Linked DNA regions of Mustela erminea: region 1 is linked to region 2. Evidence: chromatin contacts called from public Hi-C data. All regions are on one chromosome and are shown on one strand. Each heading gives the region's core, a stretch centred on a gene start, on an enhancer-like site or on the middle of the called end of the contact. The rest is flanking DNA. Distances are from core to core; before and after follow the strand shown. Region 1 overlaps AP4S1 (AP-4 complex subunit sigma-1). Region 2 overlaps STRN3 (striatin-3).

Region 1 (6,381 bases), core at 524-3,023, 86 kb after region 2:
AACTTCAGTCAGTGCTGTCAAGAGTGAAGAGTCTCAAAATTATGAACAGTCCCTGAGGGAGTCAGCCATTTACCTGGGAAAGGGATGTTAAAGTTCTAGGTTGAACAGTTTTGCCTTCCGGGCTTCTCTGATTCTCAATGGCCTTTGCTGTCTCGGTATTTCCTTGAACTATGTCCTGTAGGTGCCATATGCATCCGCCCCTACCCCTTCCTACCAGGTCCCTCTGCCTTACCCTGCTCCTTTCGCTCCATGCTTCCAGGTTCTGTTTTTTTTTTACTCAGGAATGGTGACAGCCAAGTCAGGAGGAGCAGCAGAGTTTAGGAGAAACAACAGAGAAAGTGACAGGCTCACTTGACCCAATGCTTTCAAAATTATTTCACTTCATTATATTTTATAATGCTTTCATAAATATAGATTTAGTTCACATAAAAACTTAAATTACACCTGACTGTCTTATTGCTCTCAGAATATGAATGGACCTTTAAGGAAAAACCCATTAAAAAAAAAAAAAGATTAACTCCTTTTCAGTGACCTCATTAAGAAGAGACAATACCAAGCCTAAAAGTGGACAGCAGACTATCTTACAAGGAGAGTATACCAAGGACCGTACACAATCTTCTAGGATAGTCTTCTATATAGGAGTATTCAATTTTCTGTGGGAAATGTGAACACAAAGTAGATAAACACAGTTTATCTAACTTCATGGCAAATTATATTAATTAAAGTATAAATACAAGAGCAAGTTTTTCCCCACCCCACGTAGTTTATCAAGAAGTTTGCTTAGGTAGGATCTTAAAAAAAGAAAAAAATCAAAAAAGAAGACCAGGGACCTGAGAACAAAATCTTGAGTTAGAGATTTTAGTTTCTAGGCTGGGCTCTGCCTGCCAGTTGCTTTTCAGATCCCATTCGAATGTATGCTGCTCAGTTTTCTCTTATTAAAGGATAAATAGACCACCACAATGGTATTAAAATACCATATTGAAAAAGTAACATGATCCAGAGACCAAAATGCCAATATAGGAACCAGAAACATTTCAAGCTCTTTAATTAAAAGATTGGTTTCAAGTGGCACTAATATTTAATTATATTAATTTATATTATTATATATATTTATATTATATTTATATTAATAATATTTAGTTAAAAGATTGGTTTCAAGTGGCACTAATATTACTGGGGTCCTAAGATGTTCAGCTTCAATCCACATTATGTAGCAATTCAGAAAGGCTTTTGGGTTTCGGGATTGAGAGAAAATGGGGTTTTCTGATTCTGCTTTTTGGGAGGCTGTCTGTAGTTCATATCAATTCCAACTTTAGGGTGGCCGAGTTGCCTTAAGGATCTTTAAGTCAGTCAAGTTCAGTATAACCCAGAGGTTATTGAAATGGTCATTCTCAGCTTACCATATTAACAGACCAATAGCCTGGACCTTTCTTGCTTCATTCTATTCCAGATGTCAGGGTTGAAGCATGTTTGCCTATTTACTGCCATGGGGCTTTGCCTGGGCATCTTTTTGGTCCCTGACATGTAACCCAAATGCCATTACTATTGTAGAAGTTGTTTATAAACCAAATCAGGATGTAAACAACAGCTGGATTCTTACTTTAAAGGAGTCACATGATTCCAGGGAGGGAAATCAGCTTTCAGGAGTTTGCCTCACAATGGATTTGGTCTGTGGTTTCCCATTATAATGCAGGAAAGCTACATGGTTATTAAGGGTTGGGTTTGAATCAGCTACTCAGGCAGTCACATGCCCACAGTCAAGAATGACCTCACTCAACAACGTTTCTAGGATGTTAGGAAATTCAGACTTGCTGAAAGACCTTGTCCTTACAGTGTGAGGATGTCAGTGGTTGATATGATTCAGCAGCACATTCTCATCTGAATTTCAAAACAGTTGGTCTCTTGCTCAAGGGGACACCCAAATTTTAGATCATGGACTTGCCACAGTCTTCAGAGTAGCTTAATCCCTGAACCAGTTCAAATAGATTAAAATTAGATCTCCTCCTCTCTCCAAGAAAATCATCTTAGATGAGTTGGCATTTTCAACACACCAAGGCTTTCATTGCCCTTAGTGAATAAGACAGGGGATTCGCCTTAGTGATTATGATTCTGCAGGCCGGGGGGATTCTGCAGGATTATGATTCTGCAGGGGGATTCTGCAGGCCAGTTTCACATAGCCACATATGCTCCCCAGCTCCTCTTCTTTGTACCAAGCTGAAATTTGCACTTTGTTTGGCTTCTGAGTTCTGGCTTCTGGGTCTGATTGAACCTAATATTCCAGTCCCATCTGGTCATGGACAAAGCAATCATCTATATAATTGGAAGACATTATTAATAGGTATATCAGAGTAAAGTTTTTTTTTTTTTTTTTTTCCTTTTCTGGGTCATTTAAGGACAGTTCCCATGGGCCCCTGAAAAAGTTTATCCTGCTAGAGGACTATTTGCACAGAGCTTAATGAGATATTAATGCAGAGCCTAATAGAAAACTAAAAGTCATTCACAGGGTTGTCTCATTTTCTACACCTCATTTTTCACTAAACAAACCCAATACGGACTTGAACGTCTGAAATTATTGAAAAAAAAAAAAGGTGGTAATGATTCACTTTACAAAGATTCACTAATTATGAACTTCCCTAGTGCATTTAAGTCACTCATTTGTTGAAGTTTGTGTATTTGAAACAATCTGTTTCAATCAGCTGTTGTTTTTAAACAGACCAGGATCATGTTCTTTAAATAGAAATGGAAATAAGTTATTAAAGGGTAGAATTCAGAATTACTCAATATTGTTATCATCTCATTCTAGTTCCCTTTCTCCTTTCACAAAAGAAAAGTTCTTTGAAGGGGCTCCTGGGGCGGGGGGAGGGAGGAAGAATTTGGCTCTTTACAGTTAGCTAGACCTCATAGGCTAACATTTTCATCTTCCTCCATGCCCTATACTGACTTTCCACTAGGAACATCAGTACCCTGATATGGCTTTGTAATTCTCAAACGAGTATTTTTAGAACTGTCCATTCATACAAGATAACTCTCTTGAATTTCAGAATTTTTATCTACTTGGGAATTAGTCAGCATTGCCTTGCTTTCTTCATTCATATCTACTCTTGATGATTTTTTTCTTTAGTCTGAGAGAAAAGACAGTTTAAGACGTGAGGTTTTGTGAAGTCATTTGGTTTGGGGTGGATGTTTGAGGGTTAAGGGAGGAGTATACTCAGTAGCTCCAGGCCCCTCCTGAGAAGTCTGGAAGTAGAACCATTGAGCCAAAGCTGTGGGCTTAAATTCTAGCTCTGGCAATTATCAGCCATGGGACTTTGGACAATGGCTTTGAGCCTATGTGCTCCCGTGTAAAATTAGGACAATATGTAACATTTATAACGTAGGGTTGTAGAGAAGACTGAAAAATTATGTAAAACACTCAACACAATGCCTGGAACATCGAGGCTATTACTGTTGATGTTATTAGTGTCTTGGACGACAGCATTGTTCTTGTCAGGTCATGCCATTGCCAATGTTACTTGCTTTGTTCTCTAGTTCTTAGAGTCACTCTCCCTCTGGCTAAAAGGTATAGTAGCTATTCTATTTCTGTACCTATTGGCCAGTTAGCTTAACCAAGGTGAAACTAGGTGTGTTTGTGTATGTGAAGGTAATAATTTCCAACATGGACACCAATCTTAAATCTGATTTCAGAAGTTCTGTCTAAAAAAAAAAAAAAAAAAAACCACACACACACCAAATACACTTCATGCTTAGACAAATTTATATGGGAAAAATGAAAGGCTAAGTCAGAAGTTATTACTGTTACACGTTAACATTTTTTGTTAACTCAAACTAATTTCCTTAATATGAACTTAGATAATGTTTAATTTGGATAAAGTGCACATCATTTTGGATGAGATGGTGTTAAATGGCTGCATTGTGGAAACAAATCGAGCAAGAATTCTTGCCCCTCTACTCATTCTTGATAAAATGTCAGAAAGCTGAATGATAGAAGGCTCTGCCAGACAACATCAACCTGTAAAAATGGGAATACCTCTCAACATCTGTAGCCCAAAAAATGTGGAAGACTGCACACTGCAAAAGGGGGTGTCCTTTCAAAGACATTTTAAATAGGTGTTTTCCATAGTTCCTAAATGGAAAACAAAGCTGTATTTTAAAATATGGTCTACAAAGAAAAATTTTCTCTGAACTAAGAGACGAGTTTTATTTTCTAAACATAAGCATTTTTTTCCCACCTGTTCAAATTTTTTTGAGTTCTGAGGGTAACGTTTTTGTTCTCTGCTTCCCTATGCACATTTAATTCAGGATTAGCAGCATGGGAAGAACATGTGACAACTATCAGCCAATAAAATTTTAAACACATAGTACTTTGAATGTTTTCTAAATGCTCTTTTTCCTTAAAATGTTTTTAAGTCAAAACTTTACAAAATTGTGTAACTAATAAAAATTGAGAATTAAATTTTATTTGCCAGTTTCTAAAAAGCCTGATAACCGTATTATTTGCACTTGGCAATTATAATGTCATCATGTTATTAATTCACTTATAATGTTACTACCAAAAATGAATGGTTACACATTAAAATGGTTACAACCATCCTTTAGGCCATATTGTAAATGGTTTGTCTTATTAGTAAACTTATCTGTAAGTGAAATTTGCTTTAGTTCAAAGTCTAAAAATAGAATGTAAGAGAGTGTCTCTTTTGAGGTTGGCATGATATGAACCCTTCTCCCCTGCCTCCCTAACTCATTCCTTCTCTTGGAATGTCCTGAAGCAAAGAAAACTAAGTCACTATAGAAAAGCAATGGTCTGACCTTTCCAAATGTTCCTAGATGGGTTTGCTACTTGAGTCAACAGTAAAGCATACAGAATTGTCTTTGGTAAAAGCATGTTTTATGTGCATATTGGGAAGGAAGGCAGATTTAATGGAGGAAATAGAACTACAGTCTTGGTACATTAAGATATTGCACCATCCTATGGAATTCTAAGAGTTTTCATCTACAACACTCTATCCTCCAAAAGAAGACATAAATGGACATTCCAGGTATTGATGATTCTTTCGGTACTGTTTGCTTTTGTTTCTTTCTTTTATATGTGGGGGGTGAGGGAAGGATTTCTTTTAAATCTTTATTTCTAAAAATCTATTTACATATTTAAAGTTTGCATCTATAAAGAGCCAGGCAACCAGTCAATAATGGATTCTAAAAGCAAACCTAAGTTGTTTTGAACTCATTCAGAAAGGCTGAAGTCAGGCTTCTGACCGCCAGAACAGCAAATGCTACACGTGTATAGACCTCCCTTTGCCTTAAGTAGCCACGGTGTGGGGAAAGCCTAGTCTAGATCAAAGTGCTCTGGAGGTCTTTCTAAGACATAGTTGGGCAACACTGTCCTAGTTGGTAGGCACTGAATCAGCAGCACAGTCAGGTAACTGCTGAAACTGGTACACCAGAAGTAACTAGGGAGTGAACAAAATTAATTTTTAGGTCACACCAAAATAGCACTTGGATAACATCTTGGCACAGATTTTCGTACCTTTAGAGAATAACAATTTAAAAAAATACTAGGTAGATACCAAAGGAAAGAAAGCTGAAGAACCTAATATATGTGGAGACCCTGGCAGATGTTACCTAACACTTGACACATGCAAAGTGAACTGTAATAGGACTATCTGTTCTTCTAGGCTGTGTCATCATTTCCCTTCAAGTTTACTGCTGAAATGTGATGAATAGCTTTAAGTGATTTTCACACTCAAGAAATTTATGCCTCAGATTGGTCAGCTTTATCTTGAAGACTCCTGACATTTCATTTACTGAATGTATAAGACTCATCAATTTTACCTGCTACGGCGATGTGCTAGACCAGGATTCAGCAAACCTCTTCTGTAAAGGGCCAGACAGTAAATACTTTAGGCTTCATGGGCCATAAGGTCACTGCTGTAAACACTCAGTTCTGCCACTGTAGTGTAAAAACAGCCACAGATAAATACGTAAAGGAATGAGCATGGCTGTGTTCTAACAAAACTTTATTTATTTATGGACACTGAAGTTTGAATTTCATAAAATTTCCACATCATAAAATATTCTTCTTCTTTGGCTTTTTTTAAACCACTTAAAAATGTTAAAACCATACTTAGCACTTGGGCAATACAAAGCAAGCAGCAGGCCATCGTTTGCTGAGCCCTGTGCTAGATTAGTCTTGATAAAAGATGGGTTATTGACAGACATTTTACAGATTTAGATAAATGGCAATACTAAGCACATAAATTGGATTTTAACTCTAACACTAGTATGATGTTTTAGTCATGCATCCATGACTTCATTAAGACAATCACCACCACTATTTTTTAGATTAAAGCATAGGTCATACATTTAAATATTGCTATTATGTTT
Region 2 (6,696 bases), core at 3,138-5,637:
ATAACCTGGTTTAGCCTCTTTGTAAAACTCTTGTATTATACTTAAGTTGAAGATATAAATAGATTAAACCCAAAATTCCTAGATACAGACCGAAAAGAAATACCTGTGCATAAGTATGTACTATGAGACATGTAAAACATTTCCAGAATCATTTTTTATAACAGCCAAAGACTGCAAACAATCTAAATATCCATCAGTTAGAGAAGAGATAAATTGCGGCATATTAGTACAGTGAAACACTACAGAGCAAAGGAAATTAACAAACTACAGCTACACATAATATGGATGAACTAATACCATGTTGAGGGAAAAGTCAAGACACAAAAGATAACATCCCATACAATTCCATTTATGTAAAAGTCACTATCAAACATAACTAAACTAATACATTTGAGTAATGTGCACTTTATATGAGCACATGTAAAGAAAACCAAGAAAATGATTATATAAAAATGATAGCAGTTATCCTCATGATGGAAGAGGGGAGTAGTAATTTGGAAGGGCCAGGTGGTAAGGCTCCTGGGGTACTAGCAGTGCTCCATCTATCTCTTTAACTTCCCAAGCGTGATTACGTTGTTGTTCTCTTTGTAATAACTGGCTAAACTGTGCAATTATGTTTTATACACTTTCCTGCATATAAGTTATTTTTATAATTTTGAAATGTTTTATACTAATGTTAAAAATTAATCTCATCTTAACGGTTAGATTTAAGAAGTAAATTTTTATTGTGAAAATGAGGTCAATGACCTAGGTCCTTTAGTTAAGAGGAAAAAATTCTACCATAGAGTGTGTAGTACTGTCAATAAAGTAAGTACTTTTTAAAAACCATAAATTTTCGGGTTGCGGTGGCTCAGTTGGTTAAGCATCTGTCTGGCTCTTGATTTCAGCTCAGGTTGTAACTCAGCATTGTGAGACGGAGACCCAAACTGGGCTCCACATTGGGCATGGAGCCTGCTTAAGACTCTCTCTTCATTTCCCTCTCCCTCTCCCCAATTCACTAGTTGTCTTAAAAAATAAAAATAAAAAATAAAATACCACAAATTTTCATTTTTTATTTGCCCAAGTCAACTAATTTTAATGCTTTTAATTGTGTGACTTCAAGATTGTAACTGTGGGGGCACCTGGGTGGCTCAATGGGTTAAAGCCTCTGCCTTCAGCTGAGGTCATGATCCCAGGGTTCTGGGATCCAGCCCCACATCGGGCTCTCTGCTGTGGGGAGCCTGCTTCCCTTCCTCTCTCTCTGCCTGCCTCTCTGCCTATCATCTCTGTCAAATAAATAAATAAAATCTTTAAAAAAAAAGATTATAACTGTGATGATTAACTTGAAATTTGTTACTACAAACATACTGTACAGGCAGAAATGAACTTTTTAAATTTGTTTCCAGGGGCGCCTGGGTGGCTCAGTGGGTTAAGCCGCTGCCTTCGGCTCGGATCATGATCTCAGGGTCCTGGGATCAAGTCCCGCATCGGGCTCTCTGCTCAGCAGGGAGCCTGCTTCCTCTTCTCTCTCTCTGCCTGCCTCTCCGACTACTTGTGATCTCTCTCTGTCAAATAAATAAATAAAATCTTTAAAAAAAATAAAATAAAATAAAAAATAAATTTGTTTCCATATCTAATCACAGTTAACTCATAGTAACAAAGCCTACCTACTGCTGTCTTCTAATACAATTTTCCTTCCTTTAAATTAGGTAAAGGTACTCACTGGGGCCATATATTATTTATCACCTGAGTTCAACAGCTTCAACAACCAGCATGTGATTATCACATGAGAGCCTAAAAAAAATTACTTGATATTGACAACCGATCACTTTTAAACTGCAGGACCACTAGAGGTCATCAGAGCAAAACATTCAACACTGAACTAATACCAGCCTCAAGTTATTTCACAGTTACTATAGTTTCTAATGTTTCTAAAATAAGAGTATCTTGCTTAAAACAAAGAAATAAAATACTTAACAAAATCTGTTTTACTCTAAGAGTTTTCTTACTTTAAACAAAACTTAAATGCTAATACCAGAGACAGGTCAGTTTTGTTCAATGATTATAAAACATTCTTTACAACTTTTTGGAAAACTGATAATGTACTTAGAAACTATAAAACCATCAGCAAGCAAATTTTAACATCCCAAGGAATTAACAAAGTTAAATATTTTATGTATAGAAGCAAATTAAAGAAAAATCAGGTTATAGCAACTAATAATAAATTCAAGACATTTCTATTCAAAATAGGCTCTCCACAGCTCTTTCTGCCCATAGGTCCTGTCCCCGTGCTATAATAAAAACACCTTTTGGGGGAACCTGGGTGGCTCAGTCAGTTGAGCAGCTGCCTTCAGCTCAGGTCAGGATCCCAGGGTCCTGGGATCAAGTCTATGTCTGGCTCCCAGCTCAGAGGAGAGTCTGCTTCTCCCTCTGCTCCCCACCATTCCCGACTCCTGCTGGTGTTCTAATAAAATCCTTAAAAATAAACACCCTTTACCACTAAATAAAAAAATAAATGAATGAAATAGTAGGCTCTCAACAAGTATTAATACCCTCTCCCCTAATGATCAACTGAAATTATAAAAGTGGTTCTATTCCAAGCACTTAAACTTCTGGAAATTAAGCAAAGGTCAGCCAGCTGTAAATAATAGAAAATAAAAGTATAGGAACGCCTGGGTGGCTCAGTCGGTTAAGCTGCTGCTTTCGGCTCAGGTCATGATCCCAGGGTCCTGGGACTGAGTCCCGCATCAGCTCCTTGCTCAGTGGAGAGCCTACTTTTCTCTCCGATAAATAAATAAAATAAAATAAAATAAAAGTATAAAGACTCAGCTGACCCACTGACATTTTATATAAAACGAAACAAAATAATTCACTTAATACAGAGGTTTCAAAACCTAGCTAATTATTGAATCATTAAGGAGCTTAGATATTAAAGCAGACATACTTAGCCACATAATTCAGTATGGTGAGACACTCCATAGAAAGCTTTGTATACTCATCTAGTGATACAAAAGTAGTTACAAGATGGACCCTAATGGCATACTACGCTTTCAAGAATAAACGAAAAGCCTACACGGAATACCTTAGAAAGTTTTTCACAAAAATAACTTTCTAGGGGAGCCTGGGTGGCTCAGTCAGTTCAGCTCACATCATGATCCCAGGGATCCTGGTTTCAAGGTCCTGTATCTAGCTCTCTGCTCAGTGGGGAGCCTGCTTCTCCCTCTCCCTCTGCTGCATACCCCTATGCTCTCTCAAATACATACATTTAAAAAAAAAATTTTTTTTTAATTTAGCTCTGTGGGTTAGGCCCACTTTCAATTTAAAAAAATTTTTTTTAAAGTTTAGCTCTGTGGGTTAAGCCCCTGTCTTTGGCTCAGGTCTTGGGGTCCTGGGATTGAGCCCCACATCAGGCTCCCTCCTCAGCAGGGAGCCTGCTTACCCCTCTCTCTCTGCCTGCCTCTCTGACTACTTGTGATTTCTGTGTGTCAAATAAATAAATATGTTTTTAAAAGATTTTATTTATTCATCTGAAAGACAGAGATCACAAGTAGGCAGCGAGGCAGGCAGAGAGATAGGAAAGGAAGCAGGCTCCCAACAGAGCAGAGAGCCTGATGCGGGGCTGGATCCCAGGACCCTGAGATCATGACCCGAGCCAAAGGCAGAGGCTTTAACCCACTGGGCCACCCAGGTGCCCCTAAATAAATATTTTTAAAAATATTTTTTAAAAGCTTTCCAATATTATAGACAAACAAGAATTCCAGAGAAAAGAGAAACACTAACAATTACTACGATTTCCAAAGGCAAATAAAATCTTTGTCTTTATCTCTTCTATCAGAGCCTTAAAAAAAGTTAATAAAAATACCACTTCATCCTCTATAATCCCAATGTCATTTTTCATGGTAATGGTTTAAAGCATAAGAGATTTTTAACTATCAACTCTGTTCCAGTAAGTTCTCATTTATCCGGTATCTGAAAGCATTATGTTCTAGGTAAGCCCATTTTCCATTAACAGAGGAAGTATACCCCCCCCTTTTAAGTATAAACCTGTAAGCCATTTTAATGAACTCTCTAAAAACATGTTTACTAACATCATAACTATTTTCTAAATCTGTTATAAATTATATCCTATACAAGTTCAGAAAAAAACAAAACACAAAAGATTAACATGGCGTCAAGAGTAATGATTCAGAATCTGCAGAATGGACACACCCCTCGAGCTGCACAGAGCCACTTCTATCAAAATAGTATACTTAATACATTCCACCAACTTTTTTTTGAAAGATTTTATTTATTTATGGGGGGAGGGGAAGCAGAAGCTGGTGGAGGGGCAGAGGGAGAAGCAGATGACCCGCTAACCCTGGAGCCAAACATGGGGTTTAATCCCAGGACCCCGGCATCATGATCTGAGCCAAAGGCAGATGCTTAACCAACTGAGTCACCAATTGAGTCACCCAGGCGTCCCTCTACCAAAGGAGGTAGACTCTTTTCAAAAGAGTTTTCTGACTCTTGGTTAAGCTTGTTTGCTTTTTCCTTTTTTAAAGATTTTATTTATTTATTTGACAAAGGGAGAGAGAGATCACAAATAGGCAGAGAGGCAGACGGGGCAGGGAGGGGGAGCATGGTCCCCACTAAGCAGAGAGCCCAATGCAGGACTTGATCCCAGGACCCCAAGATCATGACCTGAGCCTAAGGCAGAGGCTTACCCACTGAGCCACCCAGGTGCCCCTTGGTCAAAATTGTTATCTATACTATTGAAGTACTGGCAACAAGTTTCTCTCTTCCCTCAACCATTTTATTTTGTACCAAGTTAGGAATCCAAGCTATATCTAAAAATAAATAAGCTTCACTACTTCTAACATATTTTATTGCTGCTTATTTTTTCTTTGAAAAGAGAATAAAATTCTTTTTGAGATAGGGCCAGGTATAAATTTTTTAAAAAGTGACTAAATGGAAAAGGCTTCTACATATAAGCGACTTTGAGCTTTTATTTGTTTTGGTTTTTTCTGCTGACAAGATTCTTCAGGAGAGCCTACTATGATTATGTTAACTAAATATTACGTTCTCAGGACTGGTATGTTTCTTGAAACCTTTTTTTTTTTATAAAACTCCCAAAAGGTATTTCAAATTTTATAGTAAAAATAAAAAGATTACAAATAATAAAAAAAATAACCTTACAAGCAAGTTTTCAAGAACAGCAACTCTAGGGCACCTAGGTGGCTCAGTTGGTTAACCATCCGCCTTCTGCTTGCATCATGATCCCAGGGTCCTGGTATCAAGCCCCACATTGGGTTCCCTAGCGCAGAGTCTGCTTCTCCCTCTCCCTCTAACCTGCCTCTCCCCATTTGTGTGCTGTCAAATAAAATCTTAAAAAAAAAAAAAAAGAAAGAAAAAAAAAACAGCAGCTGAGGGGAATTTATTACTCCTTCTCGTAAATCTCAAAGCACTTTTTTGGTCCTCAAGGCAATTACTAACTTGATAAGCTACTTAAAATCATTGTAAATTGTGAGATACTAATGTGGAAAAAAAAAAAAAAAAGGCATGCTTAGCCATGAGTTTCACTAGCAGAGGTCTACATTCCTTTACCAAAACCCTTCAGGCCAAATGTATTCTGGAATTTATCACTGAAGTATAAATACCACATATGACCTAACACCTCATCCAAACTAACTGTGGCAGTAACAAAATCAAACAAATACAACAAAGTATAAGACTTTGCAGTAAGTGGGATAAAGACTATAAATAGCTTTGTTACCAATTCAGGTAAGGTTCCTGTCATAAATTAGTTAATAAAAACCTTTTGACTATCACAATTTGGGGACTTGAGAATTGTAAATGAAAAGGACGAATAAGGGGCGCCTGGGTGGCTCAGTGGGTTGAGCCGCTGCCTTCGGCTCAGGTCATGATCTCAGGGTCCTGGGATCGAGTCCCACGTCGGGCTCTCTGCTCAGCGGGGAGCCTGCTTCCTCCTCTCTCTCTCTGCCTGCCTCTCTGCCTACCTGTGATCTCTCTGTCAAATAAATAAATAAAATCTTTAAAGAAAAAAGAATGTTTAAAAAAAAAAAAAGAAAAGGACGAATAATAACCATGACAAGTATTTGTCAAGTATGCTATGGCCAAACCATTTTAAGTATTTAAGTGTATGAGCTCATTTACTCCTCACAATGATCCTGACTTGGTATTATTTTCCCCACTTCACAGAAGAGATAAATGGGGTGTAAAAGGGTTAAGAAATTTGGCCAACATCCTAGTAATAGCAGTGGAGACTCTAAAATTTGATTCTATGCAGTCTCACTCTAGAACAGCTTCTGATCACCAAACTACACACTATAAAGCTGCTCAACAGAGTGGGGAGAAAAAATCAAGTAAAGAGATAATGTTGGTTTTGACAATCTCATGATACTACCAGGTCTCCTCCCAAACTAAGGCAGACATCAATAACTTTGCTTCAGTGTTAAAAAAAGAATTCTTCACATATCCTAGGCTCCAGGCAGCCATGGCAAAACTATCTGAGCCAGCAAAATATCTGCCAGTTCAATTTCATACTAAGAAAATCAAAATACTAAACAAAACCAAGTGTCCCTATTTTGCCACTAATTAAACAAAATGTCACTAAAAAATAAGCTCCACAAAATTATGAATATCTCTTGTTCACTGATACATTCCTATTATCCAGGACAGTACATGTCATAAGTAAAAACTCAATAAATATCTGTTGCT

What was found. Hi-C and Micro-C count contacts between places; a contact is called where the count stands out from the background.
Region 1: a Hi-C map of fibroblasts shows a contact between it and region 2, with 3 times the contacts expected there. The contact joins two enhancer-like sites. A contact is called at or near these places in 2 of 3 Hi-C or Micro-C datasets (fibroblasts and spleen).

What each region holds. Positions count from the first base shown.
Region 1 is chr5:81,968,583-81,974,963 of mMusErm1.Pri, forward strand. AP4S1 (AP-4 complex subunit sigma-1) reads left to right here. Exons shown (of 6, transcript XM_032341491.1): 6 at 3,850-6,235. The coding sequence ends at 3,978. Among named protein-coding and RNA genes, the nearest start is that of STRN3, 51 kb to the left of the region's middle. Within about 2 kb of position 1,774, the one cell type or tissue checked has open chromatin away from gene starts, as enhancers often do. A contact at or near this core is called in fibroblasts, where this site is marked.
Region 2 is chr5:81,879,819-81,886,514 of mMusErm1.Pri, forward strand. The region is part of intron 1 of STRN3 (striatin-3); the gene reads right to left. Among named protein-coding and RNA genes, the nearest start is that of AP4S1, 36 kb to the right of the region's middle. Within about 2 kb of position 4,388, the one cell type or tissue checked has open chromatin away from gene starts, as enhancers often do. A contact at or near this core is called in fibroblasts, where this site is marked.